5 separate regions of the Mus musculus genome follow, and all the other regions are linked to region 1. The links are chromatin contacts, called in public promoter capture Hi-C maps. All regions are on one chromosome and are shown on one strand. Each heading gives the region's core, a stretch centred on a gene start, on an enhancer-like site or on the middle of the called end of the contact. The rest is flanking DNA. Distances are from core to core; before and after follow the strand shown. Region 1 holds the start of Chchd6 (coiled-coil-helix-coiled-coil-helix domain containing 6). Region 2 holds the start of Rab43 (RAB43, member RAS oncogene family). Region 3 holds the start of Ruvbl1 (RuvB-like protein 1). Region 4 holds the start of Sec61a1 (Sec61 alpha 1 subunit (S. cerevisiae)). Region 5 holds the start of Slc41a3 (solute carrier family 41, member 3).

Evidence for each region. Promoter capture Hi-C pulls out the DNA fragments that hold promoters and counts their contacts.
Region 2: a contact with region 1 is called in a promoter capture Hi-C map of cranial neural crest. The contact joins the promoter of Rab43 here to the promoter of Chchd6 in region 1. A contact is called at or near these places in 2 of 39 promoter capture datasets (cranial neural crest and liver).
Region 3: a contact with region 1 is called in a promoter capture Hi-C map of pre-B cells. The contact joins the promoter of Ruvbl1 here to the promoter of Chchd6 in region 1. A contact is called at or near these places in 9 of 39 promoter capture datasets (the 3T3-L1 cell line, 3T3-L1-derived adipocytes, hippocampal neurons and 5 more).
Region 4: a promoter capture Hi-C map of second pharyngeal arch cranial neural crest shows a contact between it and region 1. The contact joins the promoter of Sec61a1 here to the promoter of Chchd6 in region 1. A contact is called at or near these places in 11 of 39 promoter capture datasets (the 3T3-L1 cell line, 3T3-L1-derived adipocytes, cranial neural crest and 6 more), 1 of 484 Hi-C or Micro-C datasets (CD4 T cells), 4 of 115 datasets of contacts at active chromatin or transcription factors (astrocytes, large pre-B cells, pro-B cells and 1 more) and 3 of 9 other capture datasets (adipose tissue, liver and pancreatic islet).
Region 5: a contact with region 1 is called in a promoter capture Hi-C map of pre-B cells. The contact joins the promoter of Slc41a3 here to the promoter of Chchd6 in region 1. A contact is called at or near these places in 15 of 39 promoter capture datasets (the 3T3-L1 cell line, 3T3-L1-derived adipocytes, the HPC-7 cell line and 9 more), 1 of 484 Hi-C or Micro-C datasets (B cells), 2 of 115 datasets of contacts at active chromatin or transcription factors (astrocytes and pancreatic cancer cells) and 1 of 9 other capture datasets (adipose tissue).

The regions. Positions count from the first base shown.
Region 1 is chr6:89,594,132-89,597,027 of GRCm38.p6, reverse strand. It overlaps Chchd6 (coiled-coil-helix-coiled-coil-helix domain containing 6), which reads left to right and starts at 1,376. Exons shown (of 8, transcript NM_025351.3): 1 at 1,376-1,569. The coding sequence starts at 1,483.
Region 2 is chr6:87,810,240-87,813,135 of GRCm38.p6, reverse strand. Rab43 (RAB43, member RAS oncogene family) reads left to right here and starts at 1,357. Exons shown (of 3, transcript NM_001039394.1): 1 at 1,357-1,789. The coding sequence starts at 1,592.
Region 3 is chr6:88,463,936-88,466,831 of GRCm38.p6, reverse strand. It overlaps Ruvbl1 (RuvB-like protein 1), which reads right to left and starts at 1,423. Exons shown (of 11, transcript NM_019685.3): 1 at 1,164-1,423. The coding sequence starts at 1,304.
Region 4 is chr6:88,517,262-88,520,157 of GRCm38.p6, reverse strand. Sec61a1 (Sec61 alpha 1 subunit (S. cerevisiae)) reads left to right here and starts at 1,358. Exons shown (of 12, transcript NM_016906.4): 1 at 1,358-1,472; 2 at 1,720-1,787. The coding sequence starts at 1,466.
Region 5 is chr6:90,603,370-90,606,265 of GRCm38.p6, reverse strand. It overlaps Slc41a3 (solute carrier family 41, member 3), which reads right to left and starts at 1,386. Exons shown (of 11, transcript NM_027868.2): 1 at 1,258-1,386.

The DNA of each region.
Region 1 (2,896 bases), core at 127-2,626:
TGATGAATGATTGACCCACGCATGCTGGTTGTTTTTGCAGAATAAATATTGTTTGCCTTTACATACTGTTTGAGTCTGGGGCCTTCCTTCAGTGATTCTCAGACTCTAACACTTGCAACATGTTATGGCGGTTTAAATAGGAATGGCTCCCATAGACTCATGTGTTTGAATACTTGGTCCATAGAGAATGAATGGTGGCACTACTGGGAGGTATGGCCTTGTTGGAGTAGGTGTGGCTTTGTTGGAGGAAGTGTGTCACTGGGGTGGTATGGGTTCTGAGGTTTCAGAAGCTCAAGCCATCTTACTTCCTGCTGCCTGTCAACCAGGATGCAGAACTCTCATTCCCTCCTCTAGCACCATACCAGTCCTAGGGTTTTTTTTTTTTTTTTTTTTTTTTTTTTGGACAGGGTTTCTCTGTGTAACAAGCCCTCCTGGACTCTCTTTGTAGACCAGACTGGCCTCAAACTCACAGGCCTGTTTCTGCCTGTTTCTGCCTCCTGAGTGCTGGGATTAAAGGCATGGGCTACCACACCAGGCTAAATATTTTTCTTTCTAAGAGTCACCCATGGTGTCTCTTCATAGCAATAGAAACACTAAGAAACATGCCTTTGTTTCACAAGAGGTTAAGACTAACTAGTTATATTTTGTGTCTATTTGTCTCCCATACCCCACCCCTCCTCAAATTTGGAAACCCCTTATCCTTGACCTATAAAAATCTTTTCTACCTCAAAGTCTGACCTCTTGAACTCCATCTTAGGAGAAGACAGCCTATGTACAAGAATTAAAAGTTTGTTTTAATTAACTTGCCCAGGATGGTTTGGGCCGGTGGTCTTTCTCCTCCCATCATTGGGATTAACAGTTGGTCCCTAGCATAGTACTTTCTCTATCATCTCATGGCAAACTACACTCACCTTTAGGTCTTAAAGGCTCCATTTGTGTAAAGGCTCCATCTGTGAGGTTGCCACAATTTATTAATTTGTCTCGCGGTATTACAGTGTCGTTTCCCTTGCACTACAGTAGATTCACTTGTGTTTGAAATTTGTTTCTTTCATGACTCAAGCAGGTTACATGGGGTGGCTCAGTACAAGTCTGCTGAATGCTTAACATGAACATAGATCATTAACAGTTGTCTTAGCATCCTTGGTAGTTTATTCTTAGAACACGACTTTTACTTTGCTTCAGGGATAAGATTTATAAGAAACCATGACCTTGTCTCAGCGTCTATTTGGCTGGCCCTCTGTCCAATTTTCCAGCCCACAGGTACCCCTACCTCAGAGAGCCACGCCCCCTTCCAGAGCTTTTTAATGGCGCCAGAATGCTGGACTACAAATCCCACAGGGCAACGCGCGCCAGCCCCAGCAGCCAATAGAGCGCAGTGTTGCTGGCCTGTGTCCCGAGTGACGAGCGTAGGCCGCTGAGCAGCGTCGTCCTGGTTGCTGTGGAGCCGGCTCGCGTGGCCTCACGCCCTGCCCGCCTCCTGTCATGGGCAGCGCCGAGAGCGCCGAGGCCCGAAGGGTGTCCTTCGAGATGGATGAGGAGGAGCGGGTCCGGGTGCTGCAGGGCATCCGGGTGAGCGGCGCGGCGGGAGGGCGCGGGCCGGAGGAGCGTGCGGGCGGGAATGGGAGCCGCCGTCCCGGGGACCAGATACATGGGGCCGCTGGCACTCGGGGGCAGCCGGCCGCCTCAAGTCATTTTCCACCGCCTTGGCTCTCTCGGTTCCGGATTTGTTCCGTGCTCTACCCGGTTTCACTTGTCTTGTGCTTCTCGTTGCGTGTGCTGCAGCACGTTTTGAAAGTGTTCTTCCATTTCCAATCTTGTTCACGTGCCTTTCTCCGTGAGGCAGCAAAAGGAGAGTTTCAGCTACTGTGTATTAGGTCATATGCCTTATCCGCTCTTCAACTAAAAACCTACAGTTGGTCCTTACCACGTCGAACAGGAGGAATAGCCTCACTTGGCTTTTACAAGATGTGCTGGTGCCCACTGACCTTCCCATCCCTTTCCTGGCCTGTTTCCTCATCTTCATAAGATACTTATTTTTGCCTCAGGACCTCCTTGTTCTTCCTAGAAGATCCCAGGTGTTCGATGTTTCTTCAGTTATCGTTAACCTGGCTGTCTTCTTGTTACAGCTCAGGTGTCATCCAAGAATCCTTCCTTGACCACAGTCTCAAGCGACTTCCCACACTACTGCCACACATTTATGATTTTCTCAGCATCCAACACAGTTTGAAACAAATTGTGTTTATTGTGTTTCCCATTAGAGCTCTAGCTGATAGCTTGGCTGAAGTTCTTGTGTAATTCATGACTTTATCACCGGAACTTACAAGAATAAAAGCTCCTGTTTTATTTCAGACTGGCAGCTCTTTACAGGTATTATTTAATTTTTCAACCAATCAATGAGCAGTAGAATTGTTAGTACCTCTTCCTCTGTTTTGTTTTGAGACAGGGTCTCAATATTAAGTCAGGCTGGCCCAGGACTCTGTGTCTGCTTGTCTCATGAGTGCTAGGATTAAGGAGGGGCATATACCACCAAAAGTTTGATTAGTCCATTTTGTAGCTTATGGGGAACTGAGGTCCTATTGGCATAAGTTGTCCAAGGTCACACAGGTAACAAAGTAGGAGACCCAAGACTATAAAGTAGGTCAGCTCCAGAGCTGTTTGTTAAACTTCTTGCTAGACTTTCTTCTATACCTGTGCATGGCACTTAGTGTGTACTTGGTCGATAATTGTTAAGTAATTACATGAGTGAACTCAATGAAATAAATCAAACTTCAAACAAAATGCTCTGAGTTGGCTCTAGGTGAATTAGAGAGTAGATTCAGAAAAAGACTTCAGAGGGTCTGACATCTGAACTCCTTAATAGAGCTATTTTTTATTTAGCTTACAAGAGCTATTTTTT
Region 2 (2,896 bases), core at 108-2,607, 1.8 Mb after region 1:
TTCCTTAAGTTTCCTCTTCCCTTCCTTACTGGGGAAGTTTTGGATTTTGTCTTGGATTTTGCCTTTCGTTCATGGATGGATCTCAAGGCCCTAGAACAATGTTTGGCTTGCAACAGCCATTATTAAAAAACTATCGAATCAAATAGCCATGCAGGGCCTAAGGGGGCTGTCCAAAGAAGCTAGAGTATTCTCAGCTTTCTCTCATTTTTAGGGATGGGGCCTATTTGATCTAGTTCAAACTGTTTACAGACATCTGGGTCCCATTTCTGTGACTTCAGGTTTCTCAGGCCAAACTTCTGAGCTGGCTGACTCACAGGTTTCCCTTGTGCAGGAGGTGTTTGGCTGGGACCAGGACTCCTGTTCCCAGCCACCCCAGGTTTGACTGGACTCCTGTCTGCTCTATCAATTCTTCCAAATGGAACTCTAGGCCATTCTGCCCTCAAGGATTTTCATTTCCTCTGTCTTCCTTTTTCACCTAAGGGAAGCTGCCTTTACTGTGTGTCACCAGAACTTTCCATTCTCCGAAGAGGGAACATTGAGTTGTGTTCTGCCTCATCAGCCCTTCATTGTCAGCCATAGCTGTCCCCTGCCCCGAAACGACTCTTGCCTGTTCCCCACTGGGTGCAGGCCAGGCGAGGGACGGAGGCATGTCAGTGAGGGGTGGACGTGGGGCCCGGCTGAGAAGGGCATGAGGTTAGGGAATGATGAACTGGCGATTATAACGAGTTGTTGACCTAATAGGGGCCAAAGCCTGCTATGGGGGCGCAGCGGACCGAAGCGGAGTTGAAGAGGCGCGGAGAGCTGAGTTGAGAGGCGTTAGGGAGGAGTTAGCTCCAGGGCTACGAAAAGGTGCGGGTGGATTTCCGTCTTGGATGCAGTGCCTAAGGCGAGGTCCAAGCCAAGAGGCTCCGGAGGATTAGGGCGGGGTAAGAGATGTTAAGGGCGGGGTCAGGACCAAATAGAGGATCAAGGCGTTGTTGACAGCGAATCCGCACCGGGCTTAAGTCCGGGTTAGTGAAGTGCTGAGAAGTGAGAAAGAACGGTGCTGAGGGCGGGATTGGGGTGGTGTTGAGAGAAGGGTCGGAGGCTTTGGCCGTGGTGGGGTGCGGGCGGTGCTCGGAGAAGGATCGGGGAGGTGAGAAGCTTAGAGGGAGTGCTGGGGGGTCGGGACTGTACTGACAGGCTAGGAGGTGTTGGTTATGGGAGGGGGAGACTGGGCGGTCCTGGGGGCGGGACCCAGAGGCGGAGTGGCGGGAGATGGGCGGTGCTGGGGATCAGGGAGGCTCGCCCCGCCCTGAAGGCGGCGCACGAGCGGGCCTGAGGTAGCCGTGGGCCGGCACGGCACCGACGGCTGGCAGAGAGCTGCGGAGGGCCGGGCGGTGCGCTCCCGGGCGGAGCCGAGTCCTCGGGGCTCCGGAGCGGAGCGGGGCGGGGCGGAGCGGGACGGTCGATCGGTCCGCCGTGCAGCTCGTTCAGGTGCCGCCGCCGCTCCACGTAGCCCGGCGGCGGGCCGGCTAGGGCACACGGACCTCGGCCCGCGGCTGTCCTTAGCCCAAGCCGGGCCCTTGCGTCCCAGGACTCCCGCGGAGCCATGGCGGGCCCTGGCCCGGGAGATCAGGACGAACACTACGATTTCCTGTTCAAGCTGGTGTTAGTGGGCGACGCGAGCGTGGGCAAGACGTGCGTGGTGCAGCGCTTCAAGACCGGCGCCTTCTCGGCGCGTCAGGGCAGCACCATCGGTGTCGACTTCACCATGAAGACGCTGGAGATCCAGGGCAAGCGGGTCAAGGTGGGAGGCGGCGCGGCCCGCTGCTTTGCTCCCGGCGGGCGGTTCGCGGCCAGTCCTTCGGCTTCCCCTTCTTTCAGAACGGGCTTGGGCCTTGATGTCCGTGCTGGGTTCAGGTCCGAAAGCACCACCTTGGGCTCTGGGAGTGGTGACAGTGGGCGGCCAGAGCGTGGAGGAGGAAGCCTGCACCCCACTCCCGCCCCCCCGTCTCTCAGCCTGGGGACTCCTTCGAAACAACTTGCGGTGGAAGGCAACCTGCGGGCCGTTCCGTGAGCGCCACGCATGCCGGGACAGACCCTTCCCTGCGCGGCCCTCTGGGGAGCACTCAGCCAAATAACGACATCCCCGTGACCGGGAGGGACCAGGAAGTAGTGGCTGCTAGGACCGGAGGTCCAAAAGTTTTTGTCAGAATTTCCTCCCTGGCCACGCCTCCCCGCGGTCTCTTTTATGGACCCGGTGGTGGAACTCCACTCCACCAGGGCCAGCGCGGAGTTGGGGTGGGGGTGGGGGGCCTCCCCGACTAAGGGTTGATAGAAACCGAAAACTTCATCACAGATACCGGAAGGTGGGGGAGAGAAGCAAACTTTGGCAATGACCCCAGCAGAAACAGCAGGATGTGGTTGTCACAATGTCCTGGCAATGATTTGATAAATAATATTTGTGATGAATGAAATCAAGTTTCTTAACCTAGGTGTCTGTCCTCCCTAAAAAAAAAAAAAAGGTAGCATCCTGGACAGGACACAGCGCTGTTCTTGTGCACAGAGGCTCTTAGTAACTTTCCTGATTTCCACCCTGCAGAAATCCTTTGCCGTTTTTCACGGTTTCTGGTTCACAAGGATCTTCAAGACAGCTTTAAAGAGAACTGGGTGGGGGCAGTCTTGTGTTTTCAGACGTGAAGCCCGAGGATGGGAGTCTTTTGACCCTGTTGCTGGTGTGGCTCGCTGCTCATTTGGGTGGCTGTAGGCCTGTTCTCTGTTGCCCTTGGCTGGAATACTTTGTTCTTTGTTTCTATAAAGTTGGGATAATTTCTGGGTGTTGCCTCTCTCCTGTCCCATAGTGTAGAAAAAAAAAAAAAAAGCAAGTCAACAATCATTGTTTTTATGACCACTG
Region 3 (2,896 bases), core at 174-2,673, 1.1 Mb after region 1:
AAGGGCTGGTGAGATGGTTCAGTGGGTGAAAAGCACTTGTAGTGTAAACCTGAGGACCTGAGTTCAATCCCTGGATCCCACAGTGGAAGGAAAGAACCTCTGACCTCTACCAGAGCACCATGGCAGTCACATGACTGCACTGCATTTGCGCACATTTTGTCAAACAGGAAAAGAAACAAAGAAATATCAGCTAAGGAAGCCAGGTGTAATGGCCCACACCTTTAATCTTAGCACTCAGGAGGCAGAGGCAGTCGGATCCCTGTGAACTCAAGGCCAGTCTGGTCTACAGAGTCCCAGGACAGCCAGAGCTACATAGTGAGACTGTCGTGAAAACAAACAAAAATAAATACCGGCTAACATTCAAAGAATAGGAAGGATAAGATATGGAGTACCAGAGGCTGCTGGTGTGGGTGCAGATGCAGGTCTAGAGCAGCCTCTGAAGTCACATACACAGAAATGTCACATGGACAGAAATGAAATAAGAAACAATAGACTCAAAGCTGCCTGGCCAATAGAAAGCATTAAACTGCTACTACCTGCTTGCAAGAAAAGATGCAAGCATGCTAGGGTCAAACATTTCCCTTTTTGGATAGATGATGCTCTTTGCTGCTGGCACTTTCTGTGTGCAAGAGGCTGAGAAAGCAGTCTTCACCACATGTAAAAAAGCAAGTTTTTGTAGACACTGAACCTCTGCAGAGTTCAGAGTGGAGGAGGCTGAAGAAATGGGAAGAATACTGATTTGATGGGGGTTAGGGGGAGGGAGATACCAGCCTCATTACTGCTAAACTGGCAGGTGGTTAAGCGGCCTAACCCACCTTTAACTTCTTCATGTGCAAAACAGAACCGATAGAAAGACCTGGCATGACTTTAGGAAGACTGACCTGGAAAAGCTGGAGTGCTTGGATGGGGAATAGATCAGACAGTCCTCACCGCTCCACTTAACAGATCAGCTCCCAGGCCCAAAGAACCCATATCAACTCTGAAAACGTAGTCAATTCTATACTTAACCGCACAGCCTTCCACTGCGTTTCCGGTGAGGTCTAATTTGCGTGCCGTGACCCGCAAAGGATGCAGCCTTTGCTCGCTAGTGTGATCCTTACTTCTTAGATCTTAGTGGATCCTGGTCCCGCCGCCCACACCTCGCGCACAAGCCCCACGCCCACCTCTCTCGCGTTCTCCTGGCCCACGAGACCCGAAGCCGCCTGCTTGGCTAGGCCGCTCTCGTCCAGCCCCAGACCCTTCACGTGGCTGTGGGAGGCGATGCGCTGCGTCTTCGTGGTGCTCTTCACCTCCTCAATCTTCATTTTGCCGAGTGTCTAGGAACACAACCTGCGTGGAGTGGTAGGAACTACCGCACGCCAGGCGCCTGGGTTACCACGCGGCCGTTACTAGGCCGCTCTCCTGGACCCGCCCCTATCAATATGTCATTGGGGGAGGCGAGAAGGCTTCGCTTTCTATTGGCTAAAAGCTACGCTGGTCACGGCTGCTGAGTTTCGCCCAGTAACTTCCGTCTGTGTCACAGGATAAGTTCCCCCAGGGCAAACATTTCCTGCCCTGGCCACATTTGACTGAGAACTGCTTAAGTACTTAAGCACTATTAATGTGAATGACAGGTTTTTAATTATAAATGCCTCTTTTAATGCCTATTTTTTTTCTTTAGAATAACATATTTGTGCCAGGGTGAGTTAACTTCTTCACTGACAGATGTTAAATCTTTTCCAGGTGCTTGGATGTCCTGAGAGAATCATCAGCAAAGCAGCTGCCCAAACTTCTCCAGTGCTCACCGAATTATTTAGACACCCAGAGAATGCCCCACTGCTCCCATTTTTTTTTTTCCAGAATACACTAGATCCTGAAGGCACTATTCCAGCCAAAACTTTTCAAACACTTCATGCCATAATTCTGGTCATCATATGCCCAATAAGAACCTTAAAGAAACTCGGCGGTGGTGGCGCACGCCTTTAATCCCAGCACTCGGGAGGCAGAGGCAGGCAGATTTCTGAGTTCGAGGCCAGCCTGGTCTACAGAGTGAGTTCCAGGACAGCCAGGGCTATACAGAGAAACCCTGTCTCGGAAAAAAAAAAAAAAAAACAAACAAACAAACAAACAAAAAAAAAAAAAAACCCTTAAAGGAAAAAAAGGAAGGAAGGAAAAGAGAAGATGTGTTTGTGTAGCCTTGCCTGGCCTAAAACTCCAGGGCCCCCACCTGTCTCTGCCTCCTGAGTTGCTGGCATTAAAGGTGCTACCACCATACTCTGACCAGATATTTTCATCAGTCTGGAGTGGGTGCAAGTCTCCAGGTAGGTGAACAAAAGCTGCCTGTGAATGGTGAAACTATGGTCCTTCATTTGAATAATCAACGGCTCTGATATTGGTGCAAATATGGTAGTTTGTTTTCACAATCCACCTTGCCATAGTCCAAATTTAATGCTTCATTTTCAAGAAGGGCTATACTAAGGACGGCAAACACTCTTGCTTACTCTCTCAACATTCTGGCTCTCTAAGCAGGTGTCCCTCACTTTTTTTTTCTCGAGACAGTGTTTCTCTGTATAGCCCTGGGTGTCCTGGAACTCACTCTGTAGACCAGACTGGCCTCAAACTCAGAAATCCACCTGCCTCTGCCTCCTGTGTCCCTCACTTTCCTCACTTTTAAGTCAGCCAGGAGACACCTTCCTGTGCTGTGCAATGTGTAGCTGTGGTGCAACTTTAGGCCCATTGTTTGATTTCTCAGTCTTTCCACCTATATTAATAGTATTGTGGGCTGAGCCGGTAATATGAAGAAGACAAGCCTAGAGACTGTAGCAGTGAAGACTGTGATGAAAGGCAGCTAGAGAGTTCTAGAGTAAAATAAAGACAGAGTAAAAATAGAGAGTTTCTAGACTGGAAGCAGAAATGG
Region 4 (2,896 bases), core at 109-2,608, 1.1 Mb after region 1:
CGGTTAAGATCGCTTGCTTTTCTTCCAGAGGACCTGAGTTCAGTTCTCAATACCCATGACAGGTGGCTCCCTCTTCTACCTTCAAAGGGCACCTGTTATCATACTTACGTGAGCACAGAAACAATAAAAATAAATCTCAAAGAAATACTTAATCAAAACTTCATTTAGATTTTATTGTCTCTTTAGGCATCTGTCTCTAATATTTAATAATTAAATCTTTAAAATGTGTACATGCAAAAACACTGCACCTCTGTTTCAAAAACCTCACATTGTGGCCTGCTGTGGTGGCACATGCACGGCTAGTCCCAGCACTCAGAGCAGTCAGGTGGGATCTCTGTGAATCTGAAGCCAGCCTAGTCTACATAGTGGTATCGAGGGCTACCTAGAGACCTAGCTTAAAGAATCGAAAACAAAAACCTCACATTGTGCTAAGTATATTGACTTAGTGCTTTCCCCTAAACCCATCTATATTTGTGTACGCACATGCAACTTAATGCCAAATTAAATATAAATGTCCTATCAATGACATGGGGCTGGCTGTCTAGAATGTTTCTAAGGACGTGGCCACAGCAAACCTCTCCGTTGAAGTCAGGACTTGGCTGCATGAAACTCAGCACTCAGGGTGCACAGCAAGAAGTCGATTTCAGACAGCACACAGCACTGAGATCAGAGATCCCACTAAAGAGTAAGTTTCATGTTGCCCCACCTTGCCCAGTCCCCTTCGCACACCCTTTCCTCCAGCCCAGATGTATTCTTTTCCCTGAAGATATGGGGCTGCAAGGCTTGGCTCGGTTTCTTCATCTCTCCTAACTCTCCAGTTCCAAAGGCCTTCTTGGAATGCGCTGCGCCAAAGCCCACCCAGAGCCGCCAGACCCGGCCTTTGCCGAACGTCCTCAAATGCATGAGCTCAGACATCCTTGGAGGCAGCCTACAGCACCCAGGAGGGTATTGTAGGGTAGGGTAAGCCATGCAGGGTAGGATTCAGCACACTGCTGCTCTGTCGTGCGTGACGAGCAGCAGCTGAGGCCTACTGGGTCGCGACATGCTATCACTGGTACTGAGGGCCACCGACACGGAAAGCCGAATCGCCTGCTTCGTAGGGCCAACACCACCACGAAGCGTCCACTAGTAACAAGGGCTGATTTGGCCCTCACTTCCGGGAGAGTCTGCGCAGCTGCACACGCCCAGTTCCGGTGTGGCCCGACAGTCGTCTTCCCGACAGCCTCTCTGCTCCTGCTGCATGCCGGGAGTTGTGGTCTTGGCGCAGGCGGCGCGGCGGGCGCGCGTGGCAGGAAGCGGAAGCGGCCGGTGGCCCATCCCCGGCCCCGCCTCGCCGCGCCGCTCGCCGCCGGGCTATCACTGACGTGTCTCTCGGTCGAGGAAGCGCGCTCCGGAGCTAGCAGCGCCTCCTCACTCGAAGTGGAGCGCAGTCGGGGCCGGGCGTGTAGTCGGATCAGCCGCCGCCATGGCGAGTGAGTTTCCTGGGGGCCACCCCGGCGCAGCCAGGATGCGTCGCCTTTCCCCGTTTGGGCGCTCGCCCGCCGTGCTTCCCGATCCTGGCGGAACGCGGCCTGCCTGGGGGACTCGTTCCCGCGCCCCTAGACCGAGCCTTCTGGGTCCCCGCACGCCCACGCCCGGCTCTCATCGTGCCGGGCTCCCTCAGGTGCCCTCAAGTTACTCCGTACCTAACTCCTTCTCTTTCTGTTTCTTCCATCAAAGTCAAATTTCTGGAAGTCATCAAGCCATTCTGTGTCATCTTGCCGGAAATTCAGAAGCCAGAGAGAAAGGTAAGTCCCCAGATGGTGGTCAAAGAAGACTTGCAAAATTGGGCGCTGGGAGTTTACAGTACAATTAAAAATGGCCTCAGCACACCGAGTGAAAACTGCCCCTCTGGAGTGTAGCTGTGTGTGCTGGGATACTCACGGGAGCCGTTGAAAGGTGACCCGGTTGTGTGGGAATTCTCCCAACACCTTGTCTCGTTAGGAGCATCTTTAGTGGATAGTGGTTAACAAAGCCTCAGGTTTGCCTAGTCCGAAAGTGGGTCTGAGCAGTGATTGATTAAGACCTCAGTTAGGATCCCAGATTGAGTTACCCTCCGTTCTTCACCTCCAGCAGGAGCAGATGATGGGGTGTTTGTTTCGTGTGGGAGGTGACTTCGGTATCTGGTTTCCAAAGGAAAAATCGAGTCGTGTAATCGATATGAACGTGTTTGTGGTTTTTATTTGAATGTATGCTGCCCCAGCATCGAGTTTACATGCACTAGTGAAGTCTGCTGCCATTGACAGCAGGTGCTCTAAAACAAGGAAGGAGAGAACTGTAGCACCTTAATGCTTAATGTGAATCTTAATCAGAATTTCTGTGGCAGGCAGCTTCGGCCCAAGAATAAATGTTCCTAGTGTGAGAGTGCCCGGTGAAGGAAAGTCCAGGCCCATGGGCTCAGAAAACAGTAAATCTACTTTGTGTTCCTGGTTTGGTTTTTGGTGTTTTTTTTGGTTTTGGTTTTGGGGTTTTTTTTGTTTTGTTTTGTTTTTTTTGGTATTTTGGGTTTTTTTTTTTTTTTCAGACTGTCATATATTCACATCTGGCATTTGTAGTTGGCATTCACATGGATACTTTGTGCTTCTAATTTAGTTTTTACTTTCCATAGTTCTATGCAAATGCCTTGCAGTACCCTTGCTGCCTTTGCCAGGATGATGTTCAGAACTTTATCTGTTCCACCTCAGTGCAGAGATTCTGGCTCGAGGGCCAAGAAACCCAAGTCCCACGCTTTACATTCTTTCTTCATAGACCTGTGACCTTGGCCTGGCAGAACAAGGGAGATGGGAAATATATAATATAGTGCCTGTGGATGGTAGGTAGGTTGTAAATGTAAAGGTTCCGGTGAGTCAGGTGGGCA
Region 5 (2,896 bases), core at 137-2,636, 1.0 Mb before region 1:
CACTATGTAGAATAAGGAGAGCACATCTGCACTTTATCTTCTTGACTTTATAGAACATTCCGGTGGGAATGTACGGGAACCCAAACTCAGGGTTCGAATCCCAGTTTCTCCTCTTCGCAGATGTGTGACCTTGGGAGAGCAAAATACCATCCACCTCAGAGTATGAACGGAGCGCTGTAAGACCCTTTATCCTAGGGTACCTTCAGAGGTTTTGCTTACTACCAAAAATATTAAGAGAACATTTCTAGAAATAAAGAATTTGTAGGTTTTGTGCTCAGTTCTGAGCAGCATGGTGGACCGATTCAGTTAACACTACACTGTCCCTCCTAGAACATGCAGCACTCCTCGGCATAGGGATCTATGCTGCAGATGCTGCCCATCAGCTAGTCACCCTCTCAACAGTTGTTAGGGTGGCTGAGCTGTTGGCCAAGCAACGCTTAGTCTACTTAATAATGGCACAAGTATAGTGATGGTGACAATTGTATCACAGTATATGATTACACCTGCCCTACCTTAGGGGTGTTCATCTTTTACTGTGTCTAGTTCACAAGTTAAGCTCTACCATAGGTATGTATATTAGGAAAACAATCTATATGTCTGGATATCATTCCAGGATTCAGACACTCTTTGGGAACATGTTTGTAACTCCCTGCAATAAGGGGAGATCACTATACCCTTCTATAGTATATTTTCCTTACAGGGCACTTGGCCTGACTCCAGGCTCTTCTGTACTACTTTACAGTCGTGGTTCTTAAGCTACCATAGTACCAGCATGAGGCCAGCCAGCGTCAGGAAGCAGAGCAAGCTCATCTAGATATCTGGGTCAGGTTGGAATGGCTGCGTCTCTAAGTGGTCTCCGTGGCGAAGAAGCAGTTTGAAAACCTGAGTTTTAAAAGATTTATAGAAAGGATCTGGTAGACTGAGGGATCTTCTCAAGTCTGAACAACCTCTAGCTTGACAACCTGGAGCGCAGGGACAGCTCGCTGAGCCTGCCTTAGGGTGGTCAAGGATGATCTCGGGGTGCTGAAGGAGTTAACCATAACCCCTAGAGTCAGGCGCTCTGGGGTTCATCACAGGCAGAGGGAGAGAGATCAGCGGGGCGGGTCCCTGCAGACCTTTGGAGCGAGGATGCCACAAACTGACCCGCCCAGTGTGCCTAAGACAGATCCTGTGCCCCACGCCCCATCCCGAGGGCCATTGACGCTCCGCTTTCCCTTGGCTTCCCCGGCTCCCAGTCCAGCTCCTGCCCGCGCTTACCGGTCCTCTCCCGGCCGGCGGCGAAAGCGAGGCGGCCAGGCGCGCGCTGGACACTGTGGAGGCCTGCGGCGGGAGGAAGCGAGAAGGGCAGCAGGCGGGCCAGCCCCGCCCTGCCTAGGCGTCCAGACAGAGGGGCGGGGCCACAGGAGGGGAGGGTTGCTGGGCGAGTGTTGTGGGCGGGGCCAATCCACAGAGGTGGCGCTTGAAAAACCCAATTTTTAAAGCCTTTTAGTCAGGACAGCTCTCTGATCGAGCAGTGGGGTGTGCAGGGATGCTCCCTGGGTGCCGAAGGACCCAATGACACGCCTCAGAGGCGGTGCCGCTTGGGGTGGGGCCAAGAAAGAAGAAGCTAGACCCCGGAACAGGACCATGAGTAGGGCGGGGTCACGGGCGGGGCCACGGGCGGGGGCGGGGCTGGGCGACGGAGTAGCCTCCAGTAGCACACTGCAAGGGCCAGCTTCCCTTAGGATACACATTTGCCTGTTCAGTTTTCAATCTGACATTTCTGAATATTTCACCTTTGAACACTTGTGTATGTGTCATGAAAGTTCTTCTGTCCTTCAACATGTGTGATCCTCTCACTCTTATCAAGATACAGCCTTGGAAGACTCAGCCAGCAGTGGTGAGCCTCAGTGGACACCAGCTCCTACAATCTATCCCGTGCCCCCACTTATGGCTCTTGGCTGATTCAAGAATCCTGAGCCCTGGCTGGATTCTAAGCTGCCAACTGCACCTGCAGAAACCGGATGTGCAAGACCTGTAAGACAGTAGTTTTGAAGAATACAACACAAAAAAAGTATGACAGGGCAAGGCCCGGGGAGATGCAAGCCCAGTTCCTGGATTCTGTCCCCAGCAAATGAAAAACAAAACAAAAACAGATGACAGTGTTCCACATGTTAGGAGAATTTACAGACTGGATGGCTTACATTGTCAAAATATAGTGCTGAATTCCAAGCTCCCAAAGTGATTGCATTTGTCAATCCAGCTTATGTAAGAGGTAGCAATGAACAAGTGAAGTCACAGGGTGCAGTCACAATGCGACTGGAGTCCTCTCAGGAAGAGACCCTGCCAGCTCATTCTCCCTGTGTGCATGCAGGTGAGACATAGAAAGACAGTAGGAGGGAGGCGTCACCAGGAATAGCCATCCATGAACCTTGAACTCCATGTTGATATGCTTTCATTTATTGTAACAAAATCAACTTATACAAAGAAAAGGGTTTATTTTAGCCCATACTTTTGAAGGTTTCATAAAGGTTTAACGAGTTTGATTCCCAGACTGAGGCACTGTGGGCAGGTGGGGGGTAGCAGAATCTTAGGTCTGACTAGAACAGGGAAAAGCAATAACTGGTGTCACAGTCTTGAAGAGAACCCTGGACCTCAGCCCCTGATCCCTCCATCACAAACCCTTTGATTAAAGGCTGACCCAGAAAGCCCTGTGACAGTGAAAAGGAGAGGCAGAAAAGACAACAGGAGGTTCACTACCAACATGGCAACACGTGAGTTCTGGGAAACTCAGAGATAGCCGACTAGAAAGAGCAGAGAGCAGGACAAGGTCACCACCCACTAGACCTCACATGAAGCGGGTACTCCCTGAGGACAGAGGTAGCCAGAGGCGGGCAGGAGCAGAGCAGGGTGTCAG